2 separate regions of the Zea mays genome follow, and region 1 is linked to region 2. Evidence: chromatin contacts called from public Hi-C data. All regions are on one chromosome and are shown on one strand. The core of a region is the stretch at or near the end of the contact, and the rest is flanking DNA. Distances in the headings are between cores, read along the strand shown. Region 1 holds the start of LOC103645585 (protein ILITYHIA). Region 2 holds the start of LOC100191549.

Evidence for each region. A called contact is a pair of places that touch in the nucleus more often than the background predicts.
Region 1: a contact with region 2 is called in a Hi-C map of leaf, with 2.1 times the contacts expected there. The contact joins the promoter of LOC103645585 here to the promoter of LOC100191549 in region 2. A contact is called at or near these places in 3 of 25 Hi-C or Micro-C datasets (bundle sheath, ear and leaf).

Annotation. Positions count from the first base shown.
Region 1 is chr1:276,428,597-276,435,721 of Zm-B73-REFERENCE-NAM-5.0, reverse strand. It overlaps LOC103645585 (protein ILITYHIA), which reads right to left and starts at 3,117. Exons shown (of 60, transcript XM_020546904.3): 1 at 2,834-3,117; 2 at 852-1,225; 3 at 641-772; 4 at 114-495. The coding sequence starts at 2,963.
Region 2 is chr1:276,002,783-276,010,068 of Zm-B73-REFERENCE-NAM-5.0, reverse strand. It overlaps LOC100191549, which reads right to left and starts at 3,441. Exons shown (of 7, transcript NM_001136979.3): 1 at 3,232-3,441; 2 at 2,914-3,118. The coding sequence starts at 3,317.

The DNA.
Region 1 (7,125 bases), core at 1,868-4,367, 430 kb before region 2:
CACAAAATTGCAAACTGTGATACTGCATTGAAAATGAGTTAGGCGCTAACACCACTAAACATGAAACATGATAGGTCAATAGATATTAGAAAATAAAAATACACATGTAATACCTCCTAAAACAACTTTGATAGCATTGACCATGGAAGGTAGAGCATCTGGATCACTTGACTTCTCACTTAGTGTTCCTATAATACTCAAAGCATCAATCCTCCTTTCTTCATCTGAATGCCGAGCCTGATGCAGAACAATTGGCATGAACTCCATGAAATACTTGCTCAGGTCTAAACGGACCGTCCTAAGAAGATATCCAATAGACTGTAGTATGATTTCAGGATTTCTTTTCAGCATCTTTATGCATGATGGTATAACAGTATTCTTAAAATCCTCATGCCCAATCTCCAAGAGAAGAGGCTTAAAAGCTTCAGTGGCTGCTTTTGGTGCCCGGTCTTTTGAACTCAAGATGGTTTTGACATACAAATCAAGGAACACTGACTGCAAATGATAGCACATATCATCAAACACGTGAGGGGGTCCACAAAAAAGGCTTCAACAAGTTAGGTCAAACATTTGATGAATGCATAATTGCTTGACTACTAACAGCTGAAAATGCAGATCAAATATGAGGTTGAAGGTTTACCTTGTACTCAGTGGATAATGATGGAGAACTAATGGTAAAATCCAGTATTAGATTCAAAAATGCAGGAGAATCTCTCATGGAAATCCTTAAATCTTTGAGCTCCTCCATGTACATCTTATATATTCCACTAGGCTGGAAAATGAAACGATAAGATATGAGCAGGACACAATTATGACTTGATCTAAATTTATTTACTATTGCCAATAATTACCTCAGATAAAAGATGAATGAATAACTGTTTGCAAGTTCGGCGCCGACGGAAGGACCCGTCCATAAGGACCTGACATAAGACTGCTTGTGCGCTGGCCAGTCTGGTAAAAGCAACTTTTGAAAGTGTGGCAAATTGACTCCATTTCAGAAGATAGTGTGACCATCTGAGAAGCTTGAAGCTTGTAAGGGGGTTTATAACCTTTAGATTCTTTTCCATAGATTGTACAAGAAAGGCAGCAAAGGGCTTCATGAAGGTGGGTTCACCAAGAGCCTGAATAACCATATCATCTACTGCTTTTCGTGATGCCCGGTCGTCGTATATTGGCAATGTCTGGAAAATGATATCGACTAACAATGCAGTATCTGATGGTGATTCTGCACGTAAAACAAAGCAATTTAAGAAAAATGGTTTCATAATGATTAGGTACCGAATAAATGAGCAGCACAAGTGTCAGTTTGCATTCACATGGAAAATGAATCTGCAGAGAGACAAAGGTTCATGCTTGAGAGAGAGAGAGAGATCAATTCACAGCACACACACACCAAAAAGGAAAATCTATTGTCTTGGATAGTAGCAGATAAGTACTTAGGATCTGTGAATTTATTTGAATGGTTTTAAGTCTACCCAGAGAAAAAAAGAACATTGACATGTAATCTGAAGGACAGTAAGATGTCCTTCTCAAAATCATTAAATCCACTGTTATATGACATTGTGTGCAAAATATTGGCAATTGTCAACAGACATGTGGTAGTAACAACCATAGCACCTAGCCAGATAAATAATCGACTGAAAGTGAAGCATAGCTTAAGCATACAACAAGTGAAAAAGATCACAAGCAATCTGATTGCAGCATTGGCGAGTACATGCATGCATTGCAAAATGAATCATGATATGACCAGAATAATGCATGAACGCTTTAATGTCACAGCAATCATGTATCTCACAGTAGGCTAAAGTTGCACTGCACATTTGTTGAGATCTCGTGCCTATCTCAAATTGTTGGACTATGATAGAATAGGTTATTAACATGAGCCAAAAAGCCTTGCACTGATCACTACAAGTAGGCTTGCAGATTTAATTTGATCGATCCATGACCCAGTACCCAAAACATAAAGTTTGGTGTAGATACCCAAGTACCCAACAGGTAGGCCCGCTATTTTTTGGTGTCAACCAGTGTCTAGTGTGATGGGTCATCTGGATAACCAATCGTGAGCAGTGTTCTTAAGGCACCTAGGCGAGCAAGTGCACCAGACAACCGCCTTAACGACTAGGCGGGTAAGGCGAGCAAGGCAGCCAGTTTTGCCCGAGCGCCTGGACGCCTAGGCGTCGCCTTAAGAACACTGATCGTAAGACCCGTCTCTCTCGTCGAGTGTTGCAGCTCAGATCGTCGCCTTCTTGGATTGCGAGACGGACCCTTTCTTGGACGACACAACTTGCAAGCAGTAGAAAATCTCGACGCTAAGCATAGACGATGCAAACCAAACCTTGCTTCAGCAACCAGCATCAGGTCTCCTGACAGGTTCCCTGGCCACTACGTGTATTCCCAAAGCCCAAATCTCCCCGAACCCCGTGAGAAAAAATATTTGATAAATCAATAAAGTATGAGAGATCTTGTCGTCGTTTCAATAGGGTGCCAGAGCTAGCATTCAGCCCACCAGCGAGCACCAGCAAAAGCGACAACGGCAGCCACGGTGTCGGGAGCTGGCTCCGCTCGGCGCAAATCGACATCTTCGCGAACGGCGCGATGGAGCCACTGCAGCTTCAGGCACTTGAGGCAGGGGCGTGCTGTAAACTCTCCGCTGTCGCTTCAGGCGCGTCCAGATCGGGGCAGGCCGAGCGGCTTCCGCTGTCGAGGTCCGCAAACAAGGTGGGGCGATGCGCGCGGCACGAGCGCGGCGCACGGGAGGGAGACCAAAACACGCAGACGACGGCGAGCGAGCGAGCCCGAGAAACGAGGGCGGAGACGATGATAGGGTGAGTACCTATGACCTTCGCGATGATAAGAGGTAGGGTGTGGCGGAAGAGGCGGAAGCGGCGCTTCGCCGAGGAGGTTGACACCTCGGCGGCGGCGGCGCGCAGCACATCCTCCACTGCCGCCTCCTGCGCGCCCATTTCGCTGAGGCCTGGGCGCACTTGCGTGGCGGCGGGGGGGCGATGAGTTGCAGGCTTGCAGGTGTGCGAGTGCGGTGTGTGCTGCGGCGGCCAAGGACTGTGCAGACGCGGGCAAGGTTGGGGAGGGCTGCCAGTGCCAGGTTGACTGGGGTTCAAGGGACTGCTCGATCAAAATTTACCCTACTTGATTTAGCAATAAAAAAATTGGATAAAAATCGCAATAGAAGTTTTGTTATAGCGTGCCAATGCAAAGAGGACCATCCAACTTGTGAGGCAAACAATTAAAGTTGTTGCATTGAATCAACAAGTAAGGATAGAGAACCAATATTAGACTTTGCTTATAATCATTTTCATCTACTTGTGTTCTCATTTCTTTTTCCCAGTTAATTAGCTGAAAAATCTTATAAGAATTTGGCGGTGTACGGTCACATAGATTAGAAACTTTCTCTCTATTGTCTTAAAAATAAAAAAAAAGGTGGGCGTAGTTTGAAAACATGGAGTGATGGTAATTATACGGGTTTTTAAATGCATTAGAGCTAATGGCTGCAAATTTGCTAGTTGAATTAGAAGATGTTTGAATGTACTAGAGCTAATAATTAGTTGGCTAAAAAGCGTTATTATAATTAGCTAGCTAACAATAGTTAACTAACTATTAACTAATTTACTTAAAAATAAATAATAGTTGAACTATTAGCTAGCGTGTTTGGATGTCTATGACTAATTTTAGCTGCTAACTATTAGCTCTAGCACATTCAAACGCCACCTTAGCTAACTACTAGCTAATTTACTAAAAATAGCTAATAGCTTAAATATTAGTTAGGGTGTTTAGATGTCGCTAAATAATTTTAGCTATTACTTATTAGCTTGGTGTATTCAAACACCTCCATAGTCAAACAGCAGTATTTTTACTTCAAATTTTACTTTCAAGCAAAAAAAATGATGGTTATAAGAATACTAGCTACATGTGGATCAACCTGCTGGTTTCATCGTGAAAAATGAAAATATGTCTTTTCACATGAAATTGTTTTTATCTCTCTGGACTTTAGGTAGGGCTGGAACTTCTTTTTTTAAATTTTGGTTCAGTTTTTCGGTTTCAAAAAACTGTGGTTTTCATGATGTAGGAATCGATTTCGGTTTTCGGTAAAAAAACGAATATCAAACTTATACTCAACACAATACATAAAAGTTTATATGATAGATTACACATAATTTCAAAAAAGTAAAAAATTATGTAGGTTTTAGAGATACATTATACATCACATAAAAATAAGTGAATAACAATTTAATTACATTACACATTTAGTTCACATAATCAATTAATCGAATTTTAGAAATGATAAAGTTTGATATTCGGGGTTTTTTTTATTTTGGTTTGGTATACGATGAAAACCGATTACGATACCGAACACCGAACTTCTTAGATACAAAAAACGAAATCGAACCAAACTATCAAAAAATCAAAAATTCGGTACGGTTAAATTCGGTTTTTGGCTTACGGTAAAAAAGGTGCCATCCCTAACTACAAGTCTCGAGTTGAAAAGTGTCACACCCGGTTTCAGCTGAATGCGAACAATGTACGTGTCAGGATCAGAACTCACGTATACAATTATTACACAAATGAATATTGTACAGTACTCGAATAATAACATAAAGAGGTATTAACTTTTATTACATCATGGTGTCGAAGACATCTACATAATCAACTTAATAAGTAATCAAAGTGTTAAAGTGAAACATGGTAGAGATAAGGCCATCACAACTAGTTCGTTGGAGGTTGTCACTAATCTAGTCTAAAATTTCTCAGTCCTAAAACTCTTGGAAGTCCTTCATGTTGCCTTCATCTTTTTATAGTAGTGGTTGCAGTGTGAACAACCTCATGTTTTGTGTTAAAGCAACATTGAGTACGCATCAGCGTACTCGGCAAGTGCCTCGTTTGGCTGATATGGACTAGCTTTACGTGGAGTTAGACTCAAAGCAATTGTTTTCAATTCGTCTAGTAATTATTATTGGTAGAAGCCAGATTTTATCATAAAAACCCAAGTTATCATCCCAAAAGGAATTATTGCTAGAATCCATAATTTTAGCCACCATCATTGTAGTCATCATCATAAATGTATCCAGACTATCTCTAAAAAAACTCCCGAGGCCGCACACTTTACCCACGAGCTGCAGATATATCAGTTTCTAACCCTCTGTAGAGGCCGCACACTTTACCCATGAACTGTGATCCCTTTTTGCATAGATTTGTACATACCTTTAAACACTTCCAAGGTGAGTCGGCAAGATCTCACTATCTCACTACGTAGATTTTATAAACATTCCCTAAAGGTATAGTCGCATGTTAGAATTCTTCGGGTTTGATAAACATAATACTTCTCCCTATATGGGGTGGCTAACAAAAAGCAAAACGAAAAAACCTCGGTAGAGACAGTAATGTGTCGTGAACCCCATTGACAGCACGATGGCGAAGCAACCGTACCTCTAGTTCCTTTAATTAATTAGCTAAACACTCTAAAATCCTAATTATGGTCTTAGTAAAATTTTCCCATAATAAAAATGGTGATAACAAGAAATAATTGAGTAATATTAAAAGCTTAGTAGTTCAAAATTATATCTAAACTGGGAGACTAGAATTTAGTTTGAAACTCATAAGAATAAATAATAGGAAATATATATTTAAGGGAGTAATTTACTCTTTTAAGTTACGAACCATTTACCTAAATGGGTAAAATAATAATAAATAAATATATTGCATGCATGTTGGATCTTTATTTGGTTGTGTACTTAATTTGAAATTTCCAGTTTAAAATTGAACTCAAATTGAATTTGGAATTTTGAAAGTTGAAAATGGGAGATATAAAAACAGAAAAAGAAAAAAAGAAAGGAAGCCGGATGGGCCGCTCCACTGCATTTCAGCCCACTAAGCCTTTCTAGCATGCACGCCCGCGGGCCCAAACGCGGTCGCGCAGAGGATGGCGTTGGCATACGGGCCCCACATCTCAGCGGTGGCGCGCACATAACACTATCCTGTGGGACCCACCAATCAATCTCACAGCGTGCGCAATCCTCTCCGCTGATTGAGTGGTGGGCCCACACTATCATCTTCCCCGTCGCGCGATCTCAACAGCCCGCCCGTGCAAAGTGAACCACCGCGGACCTCGCGTCGATCTCGGGGGTCCGTTCAAACGCCGAACCGAGTGGGGAGGGGGCTATAAAATCGTACGTCCGAGCCCTACCTTCCGTGTTCTCATCTAAGTCCAACTACCCTGCGCGAAATAGAGAAAGAGAGCGCCGGTGCCAGAGAAAGGTGGAAGCAGTGCCGTCGCGGTGATTTCGTGTTGTTGTCCCTGGATCACCCTCAGTGGGTCGATCGTGGTAATCGTCGTGAACCGAAGACCCTTCTCGTGTCCGGGGGTGCGCCAAGTGGTCTCACCCTTGGCGCAATTGCTCGCCAGTGGGGGAGGGAGGGCGTCCCGAATCGCGCATCACCGAGGCGGGGCGCTCCACGGCTTCCGGAACCGGTAAGGCTTCAATCCCATGCCGCTCGTACCTGCCACCGTGTTCATCGATTATGGGTCGGTTTGGAGCGTTGGGGCGTCGTAGATTGCTCACCGGAGTTCAACTCCGCCTCGTCCCCTCCTTGTTGCATGGACAACCTCGTTTAATGCCTTTTGCCTACCCATGGTACCTCGGTCGTGTTCGTCGTCGTTTCCTCATGCCGTAGCTCTAATAGCATCATGTCGTGGTACAAGTTCGCTAGCTGGCCGGACTCCAGCCATGGCCCCGTCGTGGCCAGCGGGCGCCGTCGTCGGGTTGTGTCAGGGGGAGGAAGAAGTCGATGGACCGTTGATCCCGATATTAGCGGGTGAGATTAGAAGGAGTGTGACGGTTCACCTAGTTAATTACCAACCATTCGATCCAGATCGGAGGGATCCCGGGCCTAGTAAAGTGAAAGTCGCCTAAAGGTGGGTGAATAGGCAAATCTGAAATTTATGAACTTTAAGCACAATCTACAAGCCGGGTTAGCGTCAGAAATATAATCGATTCCGAAAGAGAGGGCGAAAACAAATCACAAGCAAATGAAAGCGGATGACACTGTGATTTGTTTTACCGAGGTTCGGTTCTTGCAAACCTACTCCTCATTGAGGTGGTCACAAAGACC
Region 2 (7,286 bases), core at 2,192-4,691:
AAACAAGGGTTTCTCTATGGTTTTTGAATTTTCTGACTAGTTTGCAAATTTAAATTTAATTCTTTCAAAAAAACGAAATCTAACGAGAAACACCGATGACCGGCTGGGAAAATTGGTTTTTCGGCTGGGAAAATAAAATTGGTTTTAAAATTTGAAAATTAAAACTAGTCGGAAAATCTGGATCCGGTTTCTGACGAGAAATCGTCGGTAAACCGTTTTCGATGGAGGGCGGGATTTTATATCGAAACGGTTTGGTTAACCCTGCCGACGCAGTGGCACGCGTTCCTTTCTCATGGTTTCAGACAGGCGCACACACAAAAAAAAAGATAGGAGCAGACCGTTTGCATCCGGCCGGATTCTAAGAAGCTCCGACATACAAAAATATTAGTTCCACAATCCACCTAACCAAACTAGATTTTAAAGTATTTGTAACCAAGGAATTTTCTTTAGAATCCGATAATATGGGATACCATGATCTAAAATCCCGCGCCAAAGAAACAAGCACTCGCCAACTCGCACGTCGCGCCACGTGACACTTTACAGACACTACATCGAGCTCGAGCCTGATATTTTTGTCTTCTCCCCGTGGTTGAGACCGCGCGACGCGAATCAGTCACATGCGATTTTTTTGTCCCAATCCACAGAAATAGGCATGTTCCTCCGGATACATAAATACATTACTAGTATTTCGCTACTTGTTGTCCTGAACTGTCCTGATTGAGACGGGCAAACGGTTTCTATTCTATTTCCGTCGCATCGCGTCAATGTCCGGTGGGCCGGTCCCGTGGAGATATACGTTGGGTGCGGTGGGCCCCGGACTTTGTTCGTAAATCGCGGTCGCAGCGTTTACGCTTGCTCGTTGCTGTGCCAAGACTAGGGCTGGACAAAATGCTCGCGGCTCGTCGGCTCGCTCGGTTCGTGGCCAGCTCGGCTCGGCTCGGATCAGCTCATTTGAATTTTTTCGCGAGCTGAGCTGACATCCTAGCTCGGTTCGTTAACGAGCCAGCTCGGTTTGTTAACGAGCCAGCTCGTGAGCTAAACGAGCTATCACATTTCAGCAAAACAAAACTATATACATATCATTTACGTATCAATTGATGAATATGTTATATGTATGTGTGGTGTCTATAACCTATAAGTTAAACTAATGATTGATGAATTATGTTTATGTATGAAATTGGTCTATACGAATATAAGTGTGGGTTAAACTGCTGAATATGTGTGAATAGTGAATTAATGAGTGATGAGTTGTGTTAATTTGGTGTTATATTGATATGGTCTGTGAAACTATGAGTATAATTATTATTTTCTGTTTTAAATTAGTTTGAAATTAACTAGAAATTGATTATTATACACATATTATTTTTTCTGCTCTGGCTCGCAAGCTAAACGAGCCAGCTCGAGCTCGTAAACGAGTCGAGCCGAGCTAACTCTGTGGCTCGCTACCTTAACGAGCCGAGTCGAGCCAGCTCGTTAGCTTAACGAGCCAGCTCGAGCTCGAACGAGCCGAGCCGAGCTGGCTCGATATCCAGCCCTAGCCAAGACAGCAGAAGTGCAGGACCATGGAGGCAGGCAGCGATTGGCTTGGACGCCCCACCGCGGAAGAAAACAAGCAGCTTCCGATTCCGACCACCACCTCGCGCCACGCCACAGTCGGCAACAATGGACAGGTATGCACGGGTTTCACCGTTCAGACTTTGACCAGCGTCATTTTTTTTCTTCTTAGAGCATCTCCAACAATGCCTCAAACTAATGCCTCAAATCGAAATATAGGGCTCTACACAAGAAAAACCACTCCAACAGTGCCTCAATTCAACAAATTTTGTTAAAAAATTATAGGGCACCCTCTCAAGTGCCTCAAATATATTACACCATAGTGGGCTGCCCTATAATCTAGATTTGAGGCTTTACTGTTGGAGCAGGGTGTTTTGTTGGTGCCCTAAATTCTATAAAATTTACTTATTTTTAAATTATAAGGCATTTTTATAGGTCACGTTGTTGGAGATGCTCTTAATATTCGATTAAACAAGCGAGAAATGTGCACTTAATTAGGTCTGTTATTATGTACTTTGAACATGTCAAACATTTCTGGTTTTTTTTTGAAACTTCTCATAAAAAACAGATAGTCAAAATCCACTGTGCAGGTTCCCTTCCCCTTCCCCTTCCCCTTCCCCGGGACCACGGGGACCGGCTTGTTGTCCCCGCTACGCTTGCTGTTGCGATTCTTGCGAAGCTTCAAAGGCAGGTAGCAGAGCACCGACGCATCACACATCACACATCACTCATCCAGGGTGTCGCTGTGCCAGGGGAGGGGAACTGTTTGGTTCGTATCTCCGTCACTATCTTTCTGTAACCGGAAATTTTTTATAAAAAAATCACAGAAATCGATTCACTTTTCTATAAGAAATTGTAGAGACAGAAAATTTCAAAAGGGGCTTGAAAAGCAAAAGGAGGAAGAACTTGGCCCATTGCCCCATGCCACATTGGGAGGCAGAGGCACGAAGGCAGTATTGCAGTAACGAGCATTTGATGGGTGGCCTGGGCAGTGGATACTCGATCATTTTGGATTGTTTTTTCAGTACCTACTGGTTCTCTGGATCCAGGTTGCCATGCCATCCATAATATAAATAAACTACTTAGATAAGAGATCCAAGCTCCAAGGCCAGATCAGAGGCCAAGTGGGCCAATGAAAAACCAGGAGCCCTGTTTAACTATTGTTCAACCGCAATGAACCCATCAAAAACGAGGGGGCGAGCAAAAGGGAAAGTGGGGAAAGGAAGGATCTGGTTTGCGCGTTCGGGATGAGGACAGGAACCACGCTATCATCATGACCCGGAACTAGCCATACATATCTGCGGCTCGATCAATGAGCGATCGACGGAGCAACAAGCAGGAGCGGCGCAGCGAGCGTACCTGCAGCTCGGTGGTGACGGGGTACTCGTCCATGTCGACGTAGTTCTTGTTGACGGAGGCCTGGATGAGCTTGTCGCACTCGGGCTCCATCCACGTGGTGACGAAGGACGCCAGGTTCAGCCGCGGGTTCCCGTCCAGCATCAGCTCGTCGTTGATGATCTGGTACGCCGCCTCCTTGGGGATCGACTGCTCCGGCATCCGGTACCTGCGGGCGGGCGGTCAGCGGCGGGTAGCCCAACGAAGAAAACCGCGGCGCGTAAATAATGCTCTCGGCTCGAGCGAGACAGCGCGGAGGGAAGGCAGGGAGGAAGGACGTGCCTAGGAAGGGAGGTGCGGACGTAGCGGGACGCGAACGTCGAGTGGACGGACTCATCGGAGCCACCGACGCCGTGTGACAGCACCATCTCGTCGATCTCTCGCCGGCGGGGGAGGAACGAGGGCGGGGGGTTCCGCTGCTGGTGGTGGTGGCGGCTTGGGGGAGGGGATAGCAGTATAGCACAGAGCAGGAACCGATGCCCGACGCGGTCCAGTTGCTGGCTTTGCGTGCTCGCATTAATAAGAACGCGTGGTGACACTGGAGATAGCAATGGCTACAAAATAGCAGAATGCGTTGGTCTAGTAATTAAGAACGCGAGCAAGCTAATAAGACTAATCACAGTGAGGATTTCATGTCCCTATTTCTAAAAATGTCACATCAGCTTTATAGATGAATGAAACATCTTCTCTTAATGTAGAATTTCATCTCACTATTTCATATGTCAACGTACTTCTTAAATGCTGCATATAAATAACTAAAAGAATTTACTCAATTATACGAAGATAAAACAAAACACTCTCTGTGAAGATTTCACACAGTTTTCCAAGACATTGGGAACTAGTTAACATGGTTTCATCCCCACAAAACTCCATGAAACTCTTCCTTCTTAAATGATGTGACATGTCATCAAAATAGCTGATGTGGCAGACTAATTAATACATGAAACACCTCATGAAACCTCCATTATGATTAGCCTAATATAGCTTAAGGTTTTATGACATTGTCATGCCATCTATAATAAACTAAAAGTCTGATTATACTAATAAGATGTCCACTAGAAAATGATTGTCTTGTGGTCATCCTCATACAGAGAGCCAGCGCCCCTCACACCTCCTTCTGTTGGAGGTGCTCGTCGTGTCGTCGTCGTCGCGCCATTCTCAACAGTCAACATCGAAGAAACACTTTCTTGCGTTGAAGATTTCAACATCATTTCTGCCCCGCTCCCACATCATCCCATGCGTTCGTATCTCCTTCACCCTCTCGATTATCGACCATGATCGTGATCGTTTCGTAATGGTGACGTCATCTCCACCGCCTCCCCGTCCGTCCCTATTCTCACATCAAGCTAGACTGCTCTACTGCAGATCTATAGCCTCTGACTATCCATCCTGTTTGAAGACGAACGATCGAAGAGCGCAGTAGGCAGGGTCGTACCAGCTGTTGCACCATAAGTAGCCTAATAGGCCACCTAGCTCGTATGTTCCCACTTGGTCACCCAAGTGCCGTTGTCGCGGGCGGGCCGTAGAGCTCTCGTGGCATCGCCACTCCCGACCCAGTTGCAAAGCTAGCGCAAGCTTGTCTTGGGCCGTAGAACTCCCATGCAGCACCAACACCACCATCACATAAGCTTCCACATGGCTATGGAGAGCCATTGCCCATCCCCCTTCCCCACCCACCCGCTAGGGGGTGGTGCTCGTTGTGTTATCGTCCTCACGCATCTCCGATGGAGAGCAACCCCCACCCCTCGCCGCCTTGCCCCCTCTATCTGGATCAACGGTAGAGAACAAAGCAAGAGAAAGAGAATGAGAGAGAGCGCGTTGTGGGGTGCGTGATGGCACGGGTGGGAGGGGGTGCATTGTCACACCCGGATTTTAGGGGTCAAAAACCCGGGCGCGAACCTAAACACCAGGTGTGCTGGGACCAAGTCTCACACATATGATGCATAGTGGCACAGGATCGAATGTCACATCGTTACTATATAACAGGAGTTCTGTACAAAAATAATTAAATAATTACATCATATGAGGAAACGATCCAGCAACCCAAAGTTGACTGGGAGACGACGGCCTAGACCACTCACGAACTCATCACAGCATCCTCCACGCGCCTCATCCTGTGGTACCTGTTCTTGACCTGTGGGGGGGGTGTGAGACAGCAAGAGTGAGCTCACATACGTTCATCGCTCAACAAGTTGTGGGGAATAATGTGCATGAACTCGCCAAAGGTGAGAGCTCACGTGAAGTGTAAGGCTTACCAAAGAGGATGGTTAGAGCTGAGCATTGCTTTTAAAGTTGGTCAAAATTTTATTAGCAATTACTAAGTATAAGTAAATACCAACCCAATTAAATAGTAGAACAGAAGTAACAACATCACCTGCGATGCAATGCATATGGCAAATTGAATTTAAGTTCCATAAATTAATCATGTGAGGGTCCGAGCTGCTCATGACCGTGAGCACGGCTAGTATACCAGTTTTACACTCTGCAGAGGTTGCACATCTTTACCCACAAGTCATGTTACCCATCTGCCAAGGGATCGCGACTTCCCATACACCTCTACCGAGGAGGCGAGGCAGGGTAACACTACGAGGCCTTTACAAAGTTCCACTAGCTTCAGAAAACCCGCTACAGTTTATAGGAAGCTCCAATGCAGGAATCCCTTGCAGGACCGCCATCGCAGCAAAATCCTCCCGAGGGCCTCCCTACACTGACCACTCCCCTACTGCCCTTGCCCCTTTCGGGTAAGGTAGTCCTCCACTAGCTTTCCTAATTAATCAGCCAAGGGCGTCCCATTAAACCCTTGTGGTAGCACTGTTTTCCCGGGTGGTCGCTCCATGTTCCAATTAACATAATGATCTTATCATGAACGATAAATAACAACGGATAACAAAAGTATAATCATGAGTAATGTATCTTCATACCCAAAACCACATAAAGCACTAGCAAGTACTACCCAAAAAGTTCAATGGTAACAAGGTATAAAGATAATCAAACTAGGGTAACCTATTGGGTCCCATCAAAATTAACCTATGCAGATCATTATGATTAATCAGAACATGGCTGGGTAAAAAGAAGTGATCAAGGGCACAACTTGCCTGGGACTTGAGATTCCAGGTACCAACTTGCTTTTCGGAAGACATGTGTCCTCACTGCTAAACGTAGTAATACAGACAAACATGTATAGGCAAAATTAACATTACACTAAACATAAGAATAAACTGCATAATAATATTCTAAGTGATGTTACGAGATCGTAGAAATAAGAACCACTAAATTCGGAGCTACGGTTATTAAGTTATGAATTTCCAAAATTATTTAGTGCTTAGAGTAGATTAATCCAAATGAACAATTTTAATTCAAGTTTCATGGCTAAACACTATTACTAGTTGATAGACAATATTAATACAAAATTATTGCAACTGGAATGACTCAATTTGGAGTTAAAATAAATTAACTATTAATTTTACAAGTTTCTAGCATTTATTTTCACATTAAAATCATTTTCTAAATTTATTTTTCTGATTTTTCTATCTCTATGGACTGCGCCTCAAATTCTGTAAAGTATAGGGGCCCTTGCGCAAATGTTCTCAACACTCAGAACCACACCCGCATGGACGGCGGGTTCTAATTCGCTTAAACCTAAGGGTTCGAATGCAAATTAAACCCACGAAGGGGGTATCGGCCGATCGTGGCCGTCCGATGAGGTTTAAAGGGCGGAGATTAGATCCATATTACATCGAACCGGTATCCGATCTAGTCCCTCGGATCCGAATCCAAGGGTCGCGGTTTAATGAATCTAGAACTAATATGAGCCGAGGGATCGCGGATCAACGGTACCCGCACACTCGCGCAAATGGATGGGAACTATCTAATCTCAGCCGTTGCGCAGGAGATCGACGGCCCGAGGCTACCTGACCCTGTCCTAACCGAGCAACGGCGCGTTCGCCGGAGTACGGCGACGCCATCACCGGAGACATCCGATTCCGCGACCCGCGCGCCATTCCTAGCTCCCAGCAGTGTTACATGAAGCGGAAGTTTAGGTGAGTCCGCGAGGCAGGTTCATACCCGAGTTGGAGACGCGCAGAGGTCCGGCCACGGCGGTGATGGCCTCCCCACGGCGGCGCCATGGCTGACATAAGCCCTGCGCGGCCCCCAGAGTGCTCTAAACTATGTTACTCAAACAGCTATACGCGGAGAGGATGAAGGCGAGCTAGGTGGGCGAATTCTCACCACATATTGCCGCGCAGGTACGCGGACCACGGCGAGTTGCGGATCCATGGCGAAGGAGTGCTCCGACGAACAATTCCTGCGTAGATACTAACCTATCGTGCTCGGTG